Regions from separate parts of the Mus musculus genome. Here region 2 is linked to region 1. Evidence: chromatin contacts called from public HiChIP or PLAC-seq data. All regions are on one chromosome and are shown on one strand. The core of a region is the stretch at or near the end of the contact, and the rest is flanking DNA. Distances in the headings are between cores, read along the strand shown.

Evidence for each region. HiChIP or PLAC-seq counts read pairs in DNA pulled down with a chosen protein or histone mark.
Region 2: an H3K27ac HiChIP or PLAC-seq map of embryonic stem cells shows a contact between it and region 1, with 7 read pairs. The contact joins two enhancer-like sites. A contact is called at or near these places in 1 of 484 Hi-C or Micro-C datasets (nephron progenitors), 2 of 115 datasets of contacts at active chromatin or transcription factors (both in embryonic stem cells) and 3 of 9 other capture datasets (adipose tissue, liver and pancreatic islet).

Annotation. Positions count from the first base shown.
Region 1 is chr8:3,418,384-3,424,202 of GRCm38.p6, forward strand. The region is part of intron 10 of Arhgef18 (rho/rac guanine nucleotide exchange factor (GEF) 18); the gene reads left to right. Among named protein-coding and RNA genes, the nearest start is that of Gm46029, 5.6 kb to the right of the region's middle. Within about 2 kb of position 3,293, at least 23 of the 459 cell types and tissues checked have an H3K27ac peak or open chromatin away from gene starts, as enhancers often do. A contact at or near this core is called in embryonic stem cells, where this site is marked.
Region 2 is chr8:3,533,378-3,539,196 of GRCm38.p6, forward strand. Pnpla6 (patatin-like phospholipase domain containing 6) reads left to right here. Exons shown (of 35, transcript NM_001122818.3): 22 at 1,153-1,293; 23 at 1,455-1,518; 24 at 2,085-2,253; 25 at 2,443-2,625; 26 at 3,166-3,284; 27 at 3,486-3,642; 28 at 3,872-3,988; 29 at 4,074-4,143; 30 at 4,592-4,708. Among named protein-coding and RNA genes, the nearest start is that of Pnpla6, 21 kb to the left of the region's middle. Within about 2 kb of position 2,889, at least 30 of the 459 cell types and tissues checked have an H3K27ac peak or open chromatin away from gene starts, as enhancers often do. A contact at or near this core is called in embryonic stem cells, where this site is marked.

The DNA of each region.
Region 1 (5,819 bases), core at 2,043-4,542:
CATACTGGCCCAGCTGGTCTCTTAAGTCTGCAGCCCAGTGGCTTTTAGTGAGCATAATCAAGTTTAGAACTTCCAGAGGTGGGCTGGAAATGTAGCTCAGCGGGTAGAGCATTTCTTCAGCATGCACTGAGCAAGCCCTGGGTTCCAGCCCCAGCACAGCATAAACTGTCAGCCATCCCCAGTACTAAGGAGGTGGAGGCAGGAGGATCAGGAGTTCGATACCGGCATGGGATACATGTTCATGATTATCTTCCCGGACCTTGCCCAGCCTAGACATTGCCTATCCATGCATTCATGCAAACAGCAGTCTTTTGAGTTTGATTTCTAAATATTTGGAGTTTTTTTTTATTATTACTTACTATTATGTGCATGTGGATACATGTGCACCATTACATGTATGTGGAGAGCAGAGGAAACTTCCGGACATTTGTCCTCTCTTTGCACCTCGTCAAGGGAAGGGTTTCTCCACCACTCCGCTTTCTACTCCAGGGAGCTGGTCTGAACCCACCTCCCATCTTGCTATAGGATTTGGTGAAGTTACAGATGCATCACATCCAACTTTCATTGTAAGATTAATTTTATTTTAGAGCATGTGAATGTGTGTGGGTGTGTGTACATGTATGTTTGTGCTCAAGAAAGCACGGGGTTTCCAGGTCCCCTGGAGCTGGAGTTACAGATGGTTATGAACCATCCAGTGTATGTGCTGGTAACCAAACTCAGGTCCTTTGCAGGAGCAGTGCATGCTCTTGACCACTGAGCCATCTCTTTAGCCCCAAATTTAGCTTTTCCACACACTCGGTTTGTCAGGCATCAAGTACTTTTCCCCACTGAGCCTTCCTTTTTGCTGGACCTGACTTGCCTGCAGAGCATGGTTGTGTTCTTCGATAGCTAGACAGCATTTCCCTGGCTACACTGGAGCACACTGGAGTCAGCTGTGACCAGTGGGCTGGTAGATGATTGAGCAGTTTCTACTACTGACTTCCACGGACTGCACTGCTGTGAACGGTCCATTTTGGCACAGCTTTAACACATATCCAGGATGATTACAGCGTTTCTGTGGGAGTGTGGATGTGCATGTGGCACTTACCCTTCCTTGTGCACGCAGAAGCCAGAGGTCAACATCCGGCACCTTCCTCAGCCAGTCTCCACCTCAGTTTTTATTAAGATTTATTTTTTAAAGATTTATTTATTTATTTATGTATTCTGTGTAAGTACACTGTCTTCAGACGCTCCAGAAGAGTGTGTCAGATCTCGTTACGGATGGTTGTGAGCCACCATGTGGTTGCTGAGATTTGAACTCAGGACCTTCGGAAGAATAGTCAGTGCTCTTAACCGCTGAGCCATCTCACCAGCCCCAAGATTTATTTTTTGTGTATGAATGTTTGCCTCCATGTCTGTATATGTGTACTGTTTATGTAGAGGAGCCTATGGAGGCCTAAACAGGACATCAGATTCTCTGGAACTGGAATTGCAAATGGTTGTATCTGTGTGCCACGTGTGCTCAGTGCCATCCTAAGGAGGCCAGAAGTAGGCATCAGATCCCCTGAGAGCTGGAGTCACATGGTTTGTAAGCTGTCATTCGGGTCAGGGAATCTTTTTGTTTTTGTTTGTGTCTTGATTTTTCCCTATGTAGTTCTGGAACTTGCTCTGTAAGCTAGTTTGTCCTGGAATTTGCCCTGTAGACAGGGCTGGTCTTGAACTCAGAGATACTGATGCTCTCTGCTTCCCAAGTACTGAGAAATTAAAAGCGTGCACCACCACTGCCCCGCTTGGGTTGGGGGATCTTAACCTAGGTCCTCTGGAAGAGCAGCCAGTGCCTTGCCTGCTGAGTGCCTCAAGCCCCTCCACCTTGACTCTGAGACACATTCTTCCCCTGACCTTGAAGTTCATTATTTTGGCTACCCTAGCCAGCTGTCCAGCAAAGTCTTGCTGTCTGCACGTGACAACACAGGTTCCAGGCATGCACGGCTTTTACGAGAATGCTGGTGACATACACGCAGTTCTCTTGCTTTCACTGCAAGCATTCCTAACCTGCTGAGCCAATTCTTTTAACATTTTCCAAAGCAGCACAAGGCTTCCATCCTGTGTAGCATGGTAAATGCTGTTTAGAAGAAGTGAGAGAGAAACACATGGTTTCATTTGTCCCAGCAGGCAGACCTCCAGGTCTCTGGGCCGCTGGTGTGTGGAGAATGGCTGGGCCTGTTTGATCAGGTGTGATATACGACGTGCAACCACTGGAGGAACTGTCACAGAGGAAGCCTAGCTCACAACTGACTAGAAACGGGCAGCACAGCACTGCATACAGGGCATACTGGGAGAAAGCAGAAATGTAGACAAAATCCTCATGGGTAGCTTTTTCTAGAAGAAGCAAGAATGGACAGGGTTCAGTTTGATAGGTGGGGAGGGGTGTCCAATGACCCTTTCATGGGAGTTGCCTAAGGCCATCAGAAAACACAGATATACAGTTATGAAGTGTCAATGGAAATAATTTTATATTGGGGAGAAGGGGTAGTGACGTGGTGAATTAGTTAAACCAGTTTGGCTCCAAGTAGGTCACACACATCACAGCTGCCTAAGAGCTCTCTGGATTCACGAATGAAAGACACACACACACACACACACACACACACACACTCACGCCAGCTGATTTTGATATGCCTTGACTAGCTCAATGGCCAGGCACTTCTTAAACCTCCCTGTGGCACATGCTTCCTTCTGGTATTCCTGGCTCAACACCTTCCAAATCTATATTTTATCTTTGCTGCCCTTTTACCTTATGGTTCCCATTGGGAAGGTTGAGAACCTTGCCTTATAGTCTCGTACTTGGCTTTGAGATGATAGAAGCAGACAGAATGTAGCCTAGAGTACAGCTGGGAAAGAAGGTGGGTGGGAACCAATGGTGTTCTGAGAGACTGAAGCAGGAGGATTGTCTTGAGTTCAAAGCCAACATGGAGCCTCAAGTCAGCCTGGGCTACCGAGTATGGCTCACATTAATGGCAACTCCTGTTAATGACAGAAGTTTATGGAAGGGAGGTATCTTAATTGCATCTCGCTCCTGTGATAAGCATCTTAGGGGAGAAAGGGATTTGTTTCAGCTTACAGTTATAGGTTGAAGTCCTGGGAAGTCAGTCCACTAGTCACATTGCACTTACACTCAAGAGCAGAGAGAAACAAGCAAGTGCAGGCAGACTGACTTGCCCGCCTGGGTTTAGCCTGCTGTCTGCACTCTTACACAGGTCAAGACCCCTGCCTAGGGAGTAGCATTGCTTGCAGTAGGCTGGACCACCCCCACCCCCAGACACATCCACAGGCCCATCCAGTGTGATGGTTCCTCATTGAGACTCTTCCCGGGTGACTGATTGTAGGTCATGTGCCCAGTAAACGGTTAAAGCCAAGCATCGTGAGAAACTTGTTGTGACTGCAGGAGCAACAAGCTTGTGAGGTAGATATCAGAGCATGCTGATGACCCATAGCTACATAGACCGGGCCTATGAGTGTTGACTATGGCTTGGCCACTTTGTGTAGTATTGAATATTAATTAATAAATCCCGTCGAGGGGCAGTACCCACCTCAGTAGCTTATGTTCCAGAGTGAAAGACACATATACAGCCTTTACATTTTACTATGCTTTAAATAGCACAATAGTGGGGCCACTGCCTAACTTCCACTGCTGCTGGAATCTACCTCCCGCTGATAACCCACTGATAATGAGTTACTACTTACTTAAGTCTATGTTCTATCTGGGTTGCTCTAGACCCAGTTGGGCAGCGCTCTGAGCCGGGTTCTCCTGGTCCTTCACATGGCTGCCATGCCTCTCTGTCTCACACTCTTCTCAGGCATGGCGTTGTCTCTCCTCTCCTTCACATTCTCCTGGATGATCACCTCCTCCTCCTCTTCTTCCTTTCCCTCCTCTTCCTCCTCCACCACCACCCACCCACCCACCCCGAGAATCATAAAATCTCGTCTCTGTCTGTCCTCCCCAGTTATTGGCTGGTGGCATCTTTATTTACCAATCAGAACCAACTAGGGGCAGGTTCCCAGAAGCTAAGTGCAGACACTCTCTCCTGTAAGCAGTTTTATGGGGAACATGATTAGCAGTAATACAGGCAGCTACAACTTTCCATATGAGAGATATGTGGGTATTTTTTTTTAAGTTTACATTTATTTAGTGACTGGTTTGTGGGCACAAATGCAGTGAAACAGCTTGTGGAAGTCAAAAGACAATTTTCCACAGTTGGTTCTAGTTCTACCATGTGGGTCTCAGGGCTCAAAATCGGGTCACCACGTTCAGGGTCACCACGTTCTACAGCAAGTGCCTTTGCTCAGAGAGCCATCTCAGGCCTCAGTGTGAGTCTTTTATTGTCTCTAGGGATTGGCTTGCCTTGGTACTTGAGAAAGATTGGTCCCACCAGGAAATGTAAATCCCAGAGAATCAAAAGCATGAAACCCCAGTATAAAAGAATACAGAGAGATGGCTCAGTGGTTAAGAGCACTGACTACTCTTCCAGAGGTCCTGAGTTCAATACCCAGCAACCACAAAATGGCTTACAAACATCTGTAATGGGATCTGATGCCCTCTTCTGGTGTGTCTGAAGAGAGTGACAGTATACTCACATACATAAGATAAATAAATTTTTTTAAAAATTAAAGGCACAATTCACACAACTGTTTAAGGCAGAGCTCCTGGCTCATAATTTGGTTTGATGGCTGCAAACATTACAGAGAGAGTCATTTTGGACCCATCCACCATAAGATATAAATACTTGTGCTAGAGGGCTGCCTCAGGATAAGAGCAGAGCTTTTGAGAGGATCAGAGTTTGGTTCTCGGCACTTAACTGCTGGCTTACAATATCCTATAACTCCAGTTCCAGAGGATCTGATATCTTCTTCTGACCTCCACAGGTACCATGAACTTGGTACACAGATGCACATGCAGGCAAAACACTAATATGCATTTTAAAAAATACATTATTATAAACAAATACTTTACATTGCATTCTACATTATACAAAGAGCATTTAAGTGTGCTGCAGTACTTTAGGTGTTGGTGATAGTTTTTGCTTGGAGGATTGTTTGTTTATGACAGCGTCTCACTATGTAGTCCTGGCTGATCTTGAAGTTGCTATGTCAAGCAGGCTGGCCTTGAACTCAAATATCTACTTGCCTCTGCTTTCTGAAGTGCTGAGATAAAAGGAATGCACTACCATACTCTGTCTGCTCTAATAGTTTATTTTACTGTTATTGTTTGCTGTCTGCTGTACTGGGGAAACTGAGGTCTCAGTTTGGGTCTGTAGTCTCATTAGTAAAAGAATTTTTTTTAATGGACTTGAAGCTCAAAGATAATTTTATTTTGAGAAAAATGGGGGCTGAAGGGATGGCTCAGTGGCTTAGACTGTGTGCTGCTCATACAGAGGACCTGAGTTCAGTTCCCAGCACACGATGGGACAGTTCTCAGTGTCCTAACTCCAGCTCCAGCACAGCTCATGCTCTCCTCTGGCCTCCTTAGGAACCACATACATACACACATACTATACATAAACAGAAAGTAACCATCAGAGCTTTAGAGTTTGAAGGGAAACAGCAGACAACTATAAACAGTACACCTGAGGAACAGAGAAAGAAAGAACACTGTGCCTTTTGCAATGGAGGTTAGCAAAACCTGCGTGGTGGACGACATGGAGGGCTTCAGAGAGAAACTGAAAAGCCCAGAGCAACCAGGAAAGGGAGCTTGAACTTTCGGCCGGTATCCCAAGGAAAAGGAACAAAACAAAGAATGGTAAACATTTCGAGGACTCAAAACTCCACCACCGCCTGCACTG
Region 2 (5,819 bases), core at 1,639-4,138, 110 kb after region 1:
TGCTCAGGCTGGCCTTGAACCCACTGTGTAGCCAAGGATGGCCTTGAGTTTATACCTTCTGAGTGCATAGGTGACAAGCATATGGTACAACATGGCTTATGTTGTGAATGGAGCCCAGAGCTTTGTGCATGCTAAGTCATGCTTTGGACCTATAGCCCCAGTCCAGGGATTAGTGCTTTTGAACCACAACAAGGAGTAACCTTAGAGGGAAAGAAGGGCCTTGGGAAGTGTTTGAGTTCACTAAGGTGAACTCAACTAAGGTGAACTCAATATGGGAGAGACGAACCAACCAGCAAGTAAAGTCTGAAGTCTGAAGTGAGGCCTTGGCAAGAGATGGAAATGACAACTCCATCTAGGCTGGTAGCTGAGAAACTGAAAAGTCACAAGTATATTCTTGTCTTAGTCGGTGTTGGGACATAGTAGCCTGAGTCAGGATGGGATGTGCTCTGCGTAGGCACAGTGGATTTGAATGGTTCTAACATTGCATGGTGGGTAGCTGGGTATAGTAGCACACATCTGTTATCTCAGCCCTTAGAGGTTGGATGCAGGAGGCAGGATTTCAAGGTCATTCCCAGCCATGTGAGACCACATATCAGAAAAGAACTGCAACAAAGTTGTGTAATGGGTCTCACTGAGATTAAGGCCCAGAGTAAAGGGTGCTGGCCATGTCTTAACAAGAAACACCCAAGGATGGAATTGTATGTGGGGCACTACACCCATGGCCTCTGTATGGTGTTATCATAGCTTAGAATAGTGAGGATCGGGCTGGTGAGATGGTTCAGCAGGTAAGAGCACCTGACTGCTCTTCCGAAGGTCCTGAGTTCAAATCCCAGCAACCACATGGTGGCTCACAACCATCCGTAACGAGATCTGACTCCCTCTTCTGGTGTGTCTGAAGACAGCTACAGTATACTTACATATAATAAATAAATAAATCTTAAAAAAAAAAAAAGAATAGTGAGGATCTGGGGGGGAGGATGACAAAAGGCAGGGATAGAGGGGAATGAAAAGGAAGTGGGGGGGGGTGAGGAGAAGTGGGGGAAGAAGAGGAGGGGGAAAGGGAGATAGGTAGAAGAGGAGGTGGTGGGGAGAAGGAAGATACCTCTCTGAACACAGAGTTGCTCAGCCGATCCCTGATTGGTGTCTCAACAGGCTCCGGGCTCAGTGTTCCGCAGCACTCGGAACTGACCAACCCAGCCAGCAATCTGTCTACTGTAGCTATCCTCCCTGTGTGTGCTGAGGTGCCCATGATGGCCTTTACTCTGGAACTGCAGCATGCTCTGCAAGCTATTGGTGAGCGATAGGGAATCTGTTCAGTGGAACGGTGTGTCTATACTCCAGTCACCCGTACTAAGTGGTGGGTGAGTGGGTGGTGGGTGCGAGGGAAACGGAGCCTAAGCCGTGGGGATGGGTGACAAGCGCTCTGTCTAACTTCCATTCCTCAACCCCACTAGGTCCCACGCTCCTCCTTAACAGTGACGTCATCCGGGCACTCCTGGGGGCTTCAGCACTGGATAGGTGTGTGGGGGTTGGGGAGTGGGGCTGGAAGGGCAGAAGGCCTGTGTTGGACATTCTTTCAGATTGGGCTGGAGAACTAGGCTTCTGAATCGAGGAGTCTTGCCTGTCGGATCAATAGGGAGACGATGTGGGGCAAATCCCTTTTGGTAGCAGGGGTGTCAAATTGGAAACCCAGGGGCCATATGCAGCTCTTATAGTTGTGAGATACTGTGGCTCAAAGCAAACTTAAAATATTATGAGGATTTTAAAAAAATTGTTTGGGTTTTTTTTTTTCTTTGTAACTTGCTTATGTGGTTCTTGAGCATTAACATTGTTGATTTCATGTGGCAAAGTAATGCAAAACAAATATATGTGAAAATAAATATATATATATACATATATATATATGCCTTTGCAACACCTGAGTCCCCATTTCAACCCCACTCCCTGCCTTGGCGTGCATTTTAATTGTTGGGACCTGGAATTATCTAAATATTCCCAGCAGTAGAATTGCACTATCTCTATATTGGGAGAGGTTGTGGGACTCCAGGCCGGCTCCAGGATGACCCTCCCTCATTATATCTCAGCATTCAAGAATTCCGGCTGTCAGGGTGGTTGGCCCAGCAGGAAGATGCCCATCGCATTGTGCTCTACCAAACTGACACATCCCTGACGCCTTGGACCGTCCGTTGTCTGCGCCAGGCCGACTGCATCCTCATTGTGGGCCTGGGGGACCAGGAACCCACTGTTGGCCAGGTCTGGAGACTGTATGCACTGATTACCCACACATACACCTCAGTCTTCCCCTCAGGATCTCATCCCTTGTCCTTCCGTGCCTGTGGAAGGCCATGTACACTCATGCTGCTGTTCTGTGAGGGAGCTGAGCTTTGCCGGGTGTGGGTAGAGAAGGTATCAATGACCTCCACCTGTCTCTGTCTTCCATAGCTGGAGCAAATGTTAGAGAACACTGCTGTCCGTGCCTTGAAGCAACTGGTTTTGCTGCACCGGGAGGAAGGCCCTGGTCCCACGCGCACTGTAGAGTGGCTCAACATGCGCAGCTGGTGCTCAGGGCACCTGCACCTGCGCTGTCCTCGCCGCCTCTTCTCACGGCGCAGCCCAGCGAAACTTGTAAGGGGTGGGAACCTAAAAAAGGAACCCAGGGGAACAATCTGTCTTCTACCTCAGGGGTCGGGTTTGGGTGTAATATGAAGAAGAGCCTTAGGAAACACACCTAATGCTTAGGTGTATAATTTGAGGGATACTCTCCTCCAGTGGGGGTTGGGGCCAGAGAATAACTGTTCTTCCATCTGGGACCGAGGCTTGGGCGTGGCTTGAAGAAAGGCCCTGAGTGGCACGCCTCTGCTGCTTCCTGTTCCAGTTTGGGGACACACCCCTTTGCCTGTGGGCGTGGCTTGGTGTCACGCCCTCTTCCACCTTGAGTGGCATTTGGTACATCTGCCAAAGGTTGTAGTTTAGGGGTACAGCATGCCCCACAGTCGGGCAGGACCAGGGCTTGGGCAGGACCAGAGAGCTGAGACAGAGCCTGAACCAATTGCGGGAGTGGAGGTGAGGGGTAGGTAGCAAAGATGAGTATGTGCCTGAGTGGTCCCCTAGACTTGTTCTTTGTTACCTCAGTCTAACACATCTTTATTCTCTCCTGGATCCCAGCATGAGCTGTATGAGAAGGTTTTCTCCAGGCGTGCAGACCGTCACAGCGACTTCTCCCGCTTGGCACGAGTACTCACAGGAAACACTATTGCTCTGGTGCTGGGTGGGGGCGGAGCCAGGTAAGAGACAGGCTAAGTAGAAGACACAGCTTCCTTACTGTGTCCTAAGGATGTGTAAGGGGTGGAGCTTATTACCCGGGAGACACCCCCACAGCCTGGTTAGTGTGTTTTTTTTTTTCAGGAGGGGAAGTGAGAAGAGAATTCCTGGGGGTAGGTCCCCAGAGATCCCCAGCTTGTCACCGACTCCCCTCTATTCTACAGAGGCTGCTCGCATATTGGGGTGCTGAAGGCATTAGAGGAGGCAGGAGTCCCAGTCGACCTTGTGGGAGGCACATCCATAGGTTCCTTCATTGGGGCCTTGTATGCCGAGGAACGCAGCGCCAGCCGAACTAAACAACGAGCCCGGGAGTGGGCCAAGGTGTGTTTTGTGGGGGGTGTGAGGAGATGGGGTTGCAGGGCCCAAGAAACGCAGGGGGATGTGTGAAGATGCCATAGCCTGATCCGGTAGTATGGGTAGGGCACTGGGACTTTGGACTAGAGCAATCATTGTATTGACTGACACTCTCCAGCCCTGTGTGTATGTGGATATTCCTGGAGCCACGATCTCTCTGTGACTAAGCAACTGCTTTTGACCATTTGATTCCTAGAGCATGACTTCTGTACTGGAGCCTGTATTGGACCTCACATATCCTGTCACCTCCATGTTTACTGGCTCAGCCTTTAACAGAAGTATCCACCGTGTCTTCCAGGATAAGCAGATTGAGGTATGTCCGTCCCCTACCCCTGGCCCTGCTGCCTCTTCCCCGGGGTTTTCCACCATCTTCCACTTTGGTTCTCACCCCTTCCCAGGACCTGTGGCTGCCTTACTTCAATGTGACCACAGACATCACTGCCTCTGCCATGCGCGTCCACAAAGATGGTGGGTGCCATCCTGCCAAGCCCTGCTACAACCTTGTTGGCCGGCTGTGTGGGGATGGGTTGTAAGGGGAGGGGCAGCTGAGCATCTGGGACGTTGTTAACACAAGTGACCGTCCACCTGGGCCCGTCCACCGATCACTAACCATCACCCACTAATGTCCCGAAGGCCCCAGGTATGTCCGCTCTCTGGGGGTGGGGAGCCGGGAGGCTTGTCGGACACCTCACCCCCTCCCGCCATCCCCCACAGGCTGCGTGTGGCGTTACGTCCGGGCCAGTGCCTCCTACTGTCCCTACCTGCCCCCACTCTGCGACCCCAAGGACGGGCACCTGCTGGTGGACGGGTGTTACGTTAACAACGTTCCAGGTCAGCGAGCCCACAGGCTGGCCGGGCCTCCGAGTGTGTCTGAGCGTGTCTGTGCGTGTCTGTGTCTGTGTATCCCACCGGGCAGGCTCCCTGTGGCGGTATGTACGTGCCAGCATGACGCTCTCGGGCTACCTACCCCCGCTGTGCGACCCAAAGGATGGGCACCTGCTCATGGATGGTGGCTACATCAACAACCTGCCAGGCAAGTGGCTGCCCACTCACATCTGCATGGACACTTATCACCAGACACATGCCCACACTGACTTCTGCACATGCCGACTGGAAGGGACAGGTCTATATGAATGGAGAAGCTCAAGAGGACACACACAGCTTTGCACAGAGTTATAGACTGACACACATGCATGCATGCATGCATATATTCATGCATACAGATATACGAGTGTATGTGGACAGTAACATGAACATTTGAAAAGTACAAACATCAGACACGGTAGCACACACTGTGATCACAGCTCTTGGGAGGCAGAGGCAGGTGGATTATTGAGTTCAAGGCCAGCCTGGTCTACAGAGTGAGTTCCAGAACACCCAGGGGCTAAACAGAGAAACCCTGTCTGAAAAACAAACAAACAAACAAGTTCAAGGCTTTCTTTAGCTACATGATGGATTTAAGGCCATCCTGGGCTGCATGAGACCCTATCTCAAAATATATATTATTTTTAATTAAAAGTAAGATATGCTCATTTGGTAGAGAATTTGCCTAGTATGAGCAGAGGTCTACATTCTATATCCTCTGCTCACACAAAGCCAGGCATGATGCTGCTCACCCATTATCCCAGGATTCAGATTGAAGCAGCAGGATTGGGAATCCAAGGCCATTTTAAGCTACAGAGCAAGTTCCAGACAAGCCTGAGCTACAGGAAATGAAGTGCCTTTCCATTCTCATGTGTCACAGTGGACACAGAGAGGCTGGCATATGAGGGACAAGAGCTGGAGCCTAGTTACACGTGCACATGCATAGAGATCACGCTTCTACATGTGCACACCAGCTCCCTATGCACACCTGTTCTCTCGGGTGCTTACATAGGCAGAACACATGAACATGTGTGAATACACACATACTTGAGATGGAATTAACCACACTGGCCACACCTTCCCTGAACAGTCTATGGAATATGCCTGTATAGACCTGAAGATTGAATAAGGTGCCTATGTGACCAAGATAAGCATTTTTTCACACCCACCAACTTAAAGGTTCTTTTTTGTTTGTGTTTTAGACAGGATCTAGTGTAGTTCATGGTAGCCTCAAACTTGATAGGTAATCAGAGATGATCTTGAATTTCTGATCCTCCTGC